Linked DNA regions of Triticum aestivum: region 1 is linked to region 2. A link is a contact called in public Hi-C data. All regions are on one chromosome and are shown on one strand. The core of a region is the stretch at or near the end of the contact, and the rest is flanking DNA. Distances in the headings are between cores, read along the strand shown.

Region 1 (4,498 bases), core at 666-3,165, 610 kb before region 2:
CGAGAGACAGCAAGAACGTTATGCTCAGCGCTCATGCCAAGTCACTCTCACCTGTGCATCGTAAGCTGGCGCTGCAGCTGGAGGTGGCTTTGCGCACCGCTGTGGAGCATTTGAAGCATGCCCATTGGCCCGTTTAGCAGCGTGCGGTGGAGGCTGAGCTTTGTGGGTGGCGGATGCAGACTTGGCAGGTGCCTGGGAAGTCCCTGATGTCCTTCTGTTGGTGTCTTTCCCACCCTTGCTACTTTCTCTTCTCTCAGAAGCATTGTAGCTGTGTGTTCATAACACAACAAGAGACAAGTGTTAAGAGGATTTTAAACAGATATGATTAGCACAATTGGTAACACTAAACAGGCTGAGAGCATTTGAGAGATAGCAACAATTAAATTGGTCATCTATGCTACAGAAAGAAGGGGGTTGAGTACCTGGTCATGAATCCGCCATTGACAGAATCACAATATCTTTTCATCCACTGCATGAACTCTAAGTTGTCAAGAGGTCTTCCTTTGATGAGCTTATTCACTTCAATATGCTGCAACAGTGAGAAAAGATCATAATGTTCAGTTACATTAATAGTCTCTATGGAATAAAAAGAAGTAAGGATATAAGCAATAATAATCCAGATTGCTCATAAGGATCGAATTTCAGTTTTCACAGTTCTGATGACAAACGGCAATTCTCCACACAGCAAAAAACACCATTATTTAGGTTGTACACAGTTTAAAAATACTATATAGCTAATAGGGTAACCTTCTTTTCATTGGGCTTATGAACTTGAACTAATTCAGATCCGTATTTTTAGCAGCCTAAAAAATTGATGACTTGACCCTTCACTTCCACAATCCACAAAACTACATATACCCATCAAATTACTAGCCAATTGCCTAATTCATGGCTCAGTGTCTGTATATTGAATTCTGGTGACCGCAACTCCACAATGAACTGATAAACCTACAAATTCTTAGTGCATCTAAGTGTTCTATGCCTTGGTATTGTTCGGTTGTCTCAACCTTAGAACTGCATACAACTCTGGCACCACTGAAATAAAACACAAAACTCTAGAAATCCACTGCAATTTCTGGTAACCAAGCGTAGTTGCAACCTTGGGTCCTCTCCAAGTCCATGCAGTAGTACATACCACTGGATCTAGAATCAGAATTCGGGGCAATCAATCGTTTCTTACAGAAACTACAGGCTACCGAACAAACACGCGCCCACACAGCACGGCCAAAATCTAAATCAGCCTCGTGTGCGGAGTAATCTGGCGGCATGAGCAATACAACTAACGCCACATAAATTCGCTCAAGAGGGGGGGGGGGGGGGGGGGGAAGCGCACCTTAGTGATCTTCAACTTGTTGAACACATCCTGCAGGACCTTGTAGTTCTGGATCATGTCGTACTCGTTCTTGGCGTCGAAGTTGACCTTGTGCATGGGCACCGCCCCGGGGTGCGCCGCGTCCATGAGCTGGCACGCCACCGCGCCCGACGCCGCCTGCACACGAGAATTCCGGCCGCGCGCCATGTCAGCATCCCGAAACACAACGAATCGAACCCGCAGATCCAGCAGAACCCCAGCGCCTGGAGGCAAACCGCGCGGATCGGGGGACGAACAGCCGATTGAAACACGAGGTGGAGGGGGGAGGGGGAGATCCGTGCGTACCTCCTCGACCTTGGCGAGGCTGAGCTGCAGCGTGGTGTTGATCCAGGCGAGGATCTCGTTCCGCCCCACGAAGTAGGCGCCGTCCATCATGCCTATGTTGCTGACCGACATCTCCGCCTCCCTTGCTTCTCCGCCGCCGGAGACGCAACCCAGACCTGTTCTCGCGAGGGACCAGGAGGAGGAGAGCAGAGGAGCGGGGTTGGGGTTTCGCGAGGAAGGTTTTCGAATGCGGCGTTGGGGATTCGGCCGAGATATAAGGTGAGAGAGACTTTTGCGCCGGACGGTTCTGCCCTCCTAGGTCTACGGTGCGGCCAGGGCTGGGAAAGGGGTTCAGATTTCGACGGGTATGCCCGGGCGCAGGGCGCGGGTGGACGGCCGGATTCGTCCGACCGTTGGGAGCGGCGCGGGTGGCCAGGGTGCATCTCCTTCACGTCTCTCGCGGTGTGAAGGCGACTCGCGTTGGGCTGGCATAGCTGTGGCCTATGGGCTACGGTGGAGCGTTTTCGGTTTCAGCGAATTTTGCCCGTTGCTTTTTGCTAGAGGAGTAATCGCGTGTGATCGAACGGGTGGTTCTGCTCCACCAAGCCTGCGAACTTCCTCGTTCAACCTTCGCTACGATTAACCACGCGATCATGTAATTCGATGAACTTTGTTTTTAAATTCAATGAACTTTTTTCAAATTCAACGGACTTTTTTGAATTCGATGAACCTTTTTACATTTTTTTAAATGAAAGGTGTTTCCCCCCGCCTCAACTTTTATTAAAGCAGCGCTGTTACTTTTAAGCAGACTGTTAAGCAGCGCTCGGCAAACCACAATCAACCAGACTGTTAAGCAACGCTCGGCGACAACCAAAATAGCTGCCATAAATCGATTATACAGGGTTCACATAAACTACCTCATTACATTTTAGAAGAGTTTGACAGGGGGACCAGAGAAAGTGCACAAAAGATAGACTCAATTTGGCACACAAAATAGCACCCTTCCCATCCCCATTTTTTAGCCACTCCAGGCGATCCTAAGCAACTTCCCTCTTTGATGATCCAAAAATTTTAAGCACCGGAGAAGAAGAGCACCCCGGGCCTTGGTACTTAGGATTTTCCATTGCCTGATCATAGCCCCAACCAGATCCAAGACACAGCGTATACTTCATCATCTTCTTCCCTGAAAGACAAAGTCACTGCGCAAAAGCCATAAGCTCCACAAGGTAGCAGATGTAGCAGTGTTGAGTGCTTCATAATGTTTCTTTTTCTTCTAGAAGGAAGACAAGGAAGTGAAGGAAACAGGAATAGGAATGGCAAAAGATTAAGCAATAATGGACCGGATCTCTTTAGCAACAATGCAATCAAAGAAAAGGTGTTGTATAGTTTCAAGTTCACTACAAAGACACAAGACATATCCTCTACATGTCTTTTTGGCTAGGTTATCTCTAGTTAAACTTTGGTTATTAAACATCAGCCATAGGAACACATGGATATTTGGGGGAACCTTAATTTTCCAAATTGAATCTTGGATCTCAGAAGAAACCCCACCAAAATCGACCATTTTATAAAAAGATTTAACGGAGTATTGGCCAGAAGTTTCAAGGGTCCAAACAGGACAATCAACATTAGTAGAAAGAGTAGTTTGTTTCACCAAGTTTAACAGGATAAACCATCTAGACAAAGTAGTCTCATCAACACATCTCCTGAAAGTAAGATGCAAGGTCTCCCCATTCCAAACTTGAGCAAGATTAGCCTCTTGCTGCTGAAAGATGTCAAACAAGTCCCAGAATGAGGTCTTCAGGGAGCAATCTCCAACCCAATTATCATGCCAAAAGGCAACTTTTCTCCATTTCTAGGTGTCCATCTATAAAAAGTTTTTGCAGCAGGAAAAGCCCAAGAGATACTCTTCAGAAAAGGAGAGCCCAAGGCAGGTTTGGCATAAAAAATATTAGGTTTGTTGATGGCATACTCGAAGAAGATTTTTTTTCCAATCATTATCTCTACCATCATAAAATCTTTTATCCCAAGAAGCAAGTAGAGCCATGTTAAATCCCTAAGATTGGGAATCCCCAAACCACCAATTCCGTTTTTCCTAGACACAAGGCCCCAATCAGCCAAGTGGTGTTTATGGACCTCTCCCACATTGCCCCAGAAGAAGTGGGACATTTGAGAAGAGATCATATCAATAGCCCATTTAGGAAATTTCATACTGGACATATAAGATAAGTAGGGATGTTGGCAATACAGGTAGTCAGAAGGATCAGTTTGCCTCTATAAGAGAGAACTTTACCCAACCAACCAACCAACAATGTTCTTAATAATCCTAACAATTATTGGTTGGAGATCTTCCCTTCTAAGCTTTTTAAAATGAAGGGGAACCCCTAGATATTTAAAAGGGAATTCTCCAAATTGGCAACAGAAAACCTATGCAAATTCTTTGGACATATCATCTGAACATGGATAGTATGGAGATCACCTTTATGGAAGTTAATTTTTAAACCAAAAAGTTTTTCAAAACAAGTCAGGATCCATTTCAGATTCCTAGTATATTTCAGGTAGTGTTTAATGACCAGGATGGTATCGTCCGCATGTTGCAAGCTCACAACCCCCCCCCCCAGAAATGGCATGAGGAAGGGGCCCACAAATCAAACCATGATTGACAGATTTAGATAGCATTTTAGAGAAAACATCCGCAACAAGATTAAACAACAAGTTGAATGAGGGTCACCTTGTGTTCAAGCCTTTCCCCTGATAAAAAGATAATTTTTGATGTGAAATGATGCCTAACATGTTCATCACATATTCTTTTTCTTTTGTAGCATGGATATTTGGACTTTTAGATGGTTCAAAGCAATAGTC
Region 2 (4,947 bases), core at 1,755-4,254:
CTTCAACTCTTATAGCCTAGTCTGAATGATCTAACATGCATTGTCTGTATGTTGGTAGTTTCAGTTTGCCTATTGATTGATTGATTTCGCACGAATGAATGATGTAAACTGCCACTTAAGCAGCTGATCCGCTGGTGTGTTGTTCCCAATCGTCGTGCACTCGTGCGCCATGGACACTTCCATGTTGCATGGAATTCGCTACTAGCCTACCTGGAGTCGCCTATGAAACGAAATAGGTACAATTGTTTCAGGACTGAAGTTTGCATGCATATAAAGGGTCAAAATGTCTGCAATTCACTTCTCGTGGGTATTCACCCTAATCTTACACTTTTTTTTAACACAAACGCAGACGCTCATATACTCAATTGTAAGAACACGCACCCTACTCCTAGAAGCACCTCCCAGAGACTGAACTGACACATCATCTTGAGATCATCAAAGTCGCCACAAATGAACATTGGAGTTGTTAAAACAGTAGCACGATTGGTGAAACTAGCATGATTCACCCCTTGCGGCATGTGCCTTCGTTACATTATGTCCTACCAAGCTAGAGACGATCTTCGATTCGAATCCTGGGAGTTCCAACTGAAATCCAGATAGATTTTGGGCGAAATACACGATTCCATGAGACACTAAACACTGGCGTTCTAAAGGATTAGAGGACAACACGGATCATTATATATTTATTATTGCTGATAAAACTAGCATATCCATCACTGGAAGCACGGATAATATATGTTCACAGCATTGCAGAATATGTACGTGCTTATGAAACCGAGTGCAGGCCAAGCATAGCAGTAGACCGTATTGTCAAGCCACAGGATGGTCCTTCAAGAAGCCAAGGAGGAACTCATTGACCTTGTCCGGGAACTGCTCCTGAACGAAATGGCTTCCTTCAGGGATGTAGGTGATCTTCAGATCCGGCGCAAACTTCTCCATGGTGCCATTTTTCAACACGGCCTCGACCCCGGGGAACTTGATCACGTAGTCTTTCTCCCCCATGGCGACGAACACCGGGACTTCGAATTTTGGGTCTTCAATTGGTTGCCTCTTATGGAGAGACCTGTCAAGCGTTGCAGCACACATGTAATAATATCTGTCAATACTTGATGAACCTAATACCACAAACTATTGAGTCACCACAATTTTTGGCACATAATCTAAGGCACCTTTAAGAGAATGGAAATTAGTAATCGCTGCGTTTACCTGTATGGCATCTGCAGTGGATACACGAAACCAGACTTCTCATAGAGGGACGTGTAGATTGCAAGATCCTCCTCAGTGAACCACTCTGGAAGGGGAGTCGACAGGTCCGCGAGATCCATGATTTCTTGATCTTCCTTCGCTATCGGGATTTCGCTTCTAGAGAAGAGAATGTAGATGGTGCGCACGACTCGCTTGACGTCATACCTGCCAAAGTCTGCCTCTGCTCTTCCTGGTTCCTGCAAAGCACAAGCTTTTTGTATCATATCATGAGAAGAACTCTCTAGTCATGTGCTTTGACATGGGACTTTCAGGTTAGGGTAAAAACCCGCCAACGCAGTATATAGAAGCCTTCGGGCATGGCAGTGAAGGAGGAGCCACCGTGAAGAAATGGGATGCCCAAACACATAACGCCGCATGTGCGGCTGGGGTGACGAAGAGCAAAATCATAAGCTAGCATGGCTCCGAAATCCTTTGCCACAAGGTAAGCCTGATGTGAAGCAAAATGGAAGTCATCAGACGAGAACGTTGAAGAATAACACTGTTTTTAGTGAGGGAATTATCTTATTTTGTATGCTTAAATAATGATCAATGTCGACCAGAAGGGCATGTTTTACTCTCGGTGCTGCCTATATCCCATTGAGTGCCAGCTTAAAACACATCAACTCGATGGAACTGATACCAATCTTTGTTTGATACTCTAGATGAACAAATGAAACAACAGAACTGTGACAAATGTGCCTCTTAAAAGTGCGAGAGAGTACTTTTAAGCACGCTATGAAAAAAATTCTAATTGTGTTGATGAAACATTAGACCTGTTTCAGAAGAACAATATACCTGTTTTCATAGGTACACATGAATTCTGGAAATATAGTACAGTAATAGACTCGAGTGGTTGCCCGAGGAAGAAGAAATGGTTATGTGTTTGTAACTACACCAACTCTACCATGATTTCCTGTTTAAAACCTCCATAAATTTCTGCAAATTTCTTACATATTTAAGCAATCAATCTCAATTGCTTCAAATATCTAGTTCCATCTGAATTTTTCTCCCACGGGAACCTGGACTAGTAGAACTCACAGTGACTGGCCATGTTAGTAACTCTGCACGACCGCCATCCCACGCTGATTTTAAGAGACAAACAACAACCAAGAATTCCCTTTTCCCCCCAATCTAGAACTGATCCCTGATCCGGACACACTAATACCCCCAAAATGTCCAAAAATTCAGGGCCAGAGGGCACCTTGGGGACGGAGAGCGCATCCAGGACGGCGAGGAGATCCTCTGTCAGGTCGCTGTAGGCCGCCGCCTCCGGCTCCGGTGGCTGGTCGGAGAGGCCATACCCCCGCCAGTCCGGCGCGATGGCGCGGTACCCGGCGGCGGCCACGGCCAGCATCTGGTGGCGCCACGAGTACCATATCTCCGGGAAGCCGTGCAGGAACAGCACCGTCCCGAGCTCGCCTGCAAGCAGACAACGGTCACCACTCACATTGGCCGGCCTGCCGCGGGCGTGGTCGAGGGAGGGAGGGAGGGAGGGGGCGCTGACCTGTGCCTGCTTGCGCTACGTGGAGGCTGAGGCCTCTGATGGCGAGGTGGCTGTGCTCGATCTGCTGCTGCTGCTCCACCGTGGCCATGGCTTGCGCCGCCCTCTGCTCCTCTCCCGTCACTTGGAAGGCTTTCTGGTTGCCCGTTTCTTTCTTTAGAGCTTGTGGATGGAGACTGCCGGCTGGTTGGTAACAACGACAGTAGGCGGAGATGCTGCCGAAGAACAGAGAGCACCAGTTTTGTCTGTAGCACTGCCCACCAACTAGCTTCCACAAAGTTTATCCACGACCGGGATAGTGCTGGTCGACCGGTCGGTTCGTCTTGCCCACTTCTTCCTCTTCAAACGATCTGATTTTATTAGCTCCTCCCTTCACAGATATAAATGTTTTCGGTTGTAGATCTCACTACGTGCGTGCATGTAGGCGGTTGCGATTTTTTATTTTTAATTTCGTTGCATGTGGTGACTAATCCCGTGCATATATCTCGGTGACTGGCTGGTGTAGGTAGTTTGCCATTTTTTTACCTGTGTTTGCAATGCATGGGTGTCGTCAGGTGGTAAGGCATTGTAGACGTGTTATCCTTGCCGCTTGATACGTGTTGCTTCTTTCGTATTCGGCCGTACCTTCTCGACGTCTTGGTGAATAATCGCACCTTCTAGCCTGATCCTTGGTCGTGCCTTCTCGACGTCTCGGAGGATCGTGCCTTCCTGGTCCTTGGCCTATAAATATGGGGATCCCCGTGCTCCTTGCCATCCAGAACCTCTCGCCACCGATGCCCAGCCCCGTAAGGCTGGCATAGTAGAAACTCTTGGGAGCCTGTCGCCGCCGAGACCAGCCCCGTCAGGGCAACATTGTAGAAACTCGGCGCCTGCACACAACGGAGTAGGGGAAACGGTGACCACGGGCTAGAAACTCGGCGCCCGAAGATGAGCATCTCCAAAGCAAGCACACCCCTGGGTCCACGATTCGTCGATGTACGACATCTGGTCCCGGTAGGGCCGGAGATGGCGTAGCCGGAGGATCCGCTGGGCAGCGTCCGGCAAAAACCAGAGCCACACAGCAACACGGTGAAGGACGCCAGCGTGGACGGGTCACTCTGCCCGCGGGTCGTCTCTTGCCGTAAGGTTGAGCATGATGTGGCGCCTCGACGGCCATGGCACGTCGCAGACGGTGTCGTCAAGCAACGACGATGATGTCTGCGGTGATGTTGTGTGGAATGCGATGTCCGCGATGATGTTGTCTGGATCGAAATAGTGGATCCGCAGTGACGGTGGCGAAGCGCCGGAGCTGATTGCCACGGAGACATAGAGGAGGACGAGGGAGAGAAGCACGGTGGTCTTTGCGCCGTGCTTGAAGCCCTGTCCTGACTGTGAGGTTGCTACTACGACAGGCATGCGGTGAGCCGGCGTTCTACTGGTGCATCCACGATGCTGTTACCGTCGGCTTCCAATCCCCGGTCAGCCCAATCGAGTGCCCATCGAAGAGCTCCCCATCCCCATCGCCGTCCTGCCACTGCCATCGCCTCCTCCAAGCCCTGGTTGCCGCCTGATTTCCTTCTTCCGTCCCGGCCCGATCTGATGTCTCTCTGTTACTAGCTGCCATTACTTAGAAGAAAGTGTAGAAAGAAAAGAGTCATTGGACATTGATGATTGGTTGCGTGCGGGGTTTATGCAGTGCAGGAGGAATTTAGGAGTAGAAGACAAGCGAAGGCGACGACTTCAGAGTTTAAAGGAGTAGGCTTCCTAGAAACTTTCTTCTGTTTTTTTCTGTGTTTTGCCGGGTGGGATGTGCTGTGGTAATGCTCTATTATGATAGGTGGTGCGCGTTTCTGTCCGGGCAATTCGGTCCTGACGAGTCCACAGATTGGGGCAACATCCCTTTGAAATCCTATTTTGTTTTCTCTTTGTCAATTATTGTTTGTGGGAGAGACAGGGAGCTAGGATGATGGTTCATATTAATTGTTTCAGTTTGTCTAATTCACATCTAGATGTTTTTTAAAGATGTCACATATAAGCTCCCATAAATATATAATGCAGCAACAAGAAACAAAAAAAACTAGGACAAAAAAAAGACCACAAACAGAGTGGACATCGGTTTAGATGTGACATAACTATGTCACATCTAGATGTGTCCTAGACAACCCCTAATTTTTTTGGTATACGGAAATGGTGTATGCAAATGAATTTCAACATTAAGCTGC

Evidence for each region. Hi-C and Micro-C count contacts between places; a contact is called where the count stands out from the background.
Region 1: a contact with region 2 is called in a Hi-C map of leaf, with 4 times the contacts expected there. The contact joins the promoter of LOC123122834 here to the promoter of LOC123122786 in region 2. A contact is called at or near these places in 2 of 5 Hi-C or Micro-C datasets (both in leaf).

What each region holds. Positions count from the first base shown.
Region 1 is chr1B:340,460,705-340,465,202 of IWGSC CS RefSeq v2.1, reverse strand. LOC123122834 (microtubule-associated protein RP/EB family member 1C) reads right to left here and starts at 1,915. Exons shown (of 6, transcript XM_044543193.1): 1 at 1,658-1,915; 2 at 1,334-1,489; 3 at 423-529; 4 at 52-268. The coding sequence starts at 1,768.
Region 2 is chr1B:339,851,567-339,856,513 of IWGSC CS RefSeq v2.1, reverse strand. It overlaps LOC123122786 (AB hydrolase superfamily protein YfhM), which reads right to left and starts at 3,004. Exons shown (of 5, transcript XM_044543127.1): 1 at 2,750-3,004; 2 at 2,447-2,664; 3 at 1,532-1,693; 4 at 1,207-1,442; 5 at 656-1,063. The coding sequence starts at 2,837. The coding sequence ends at 811.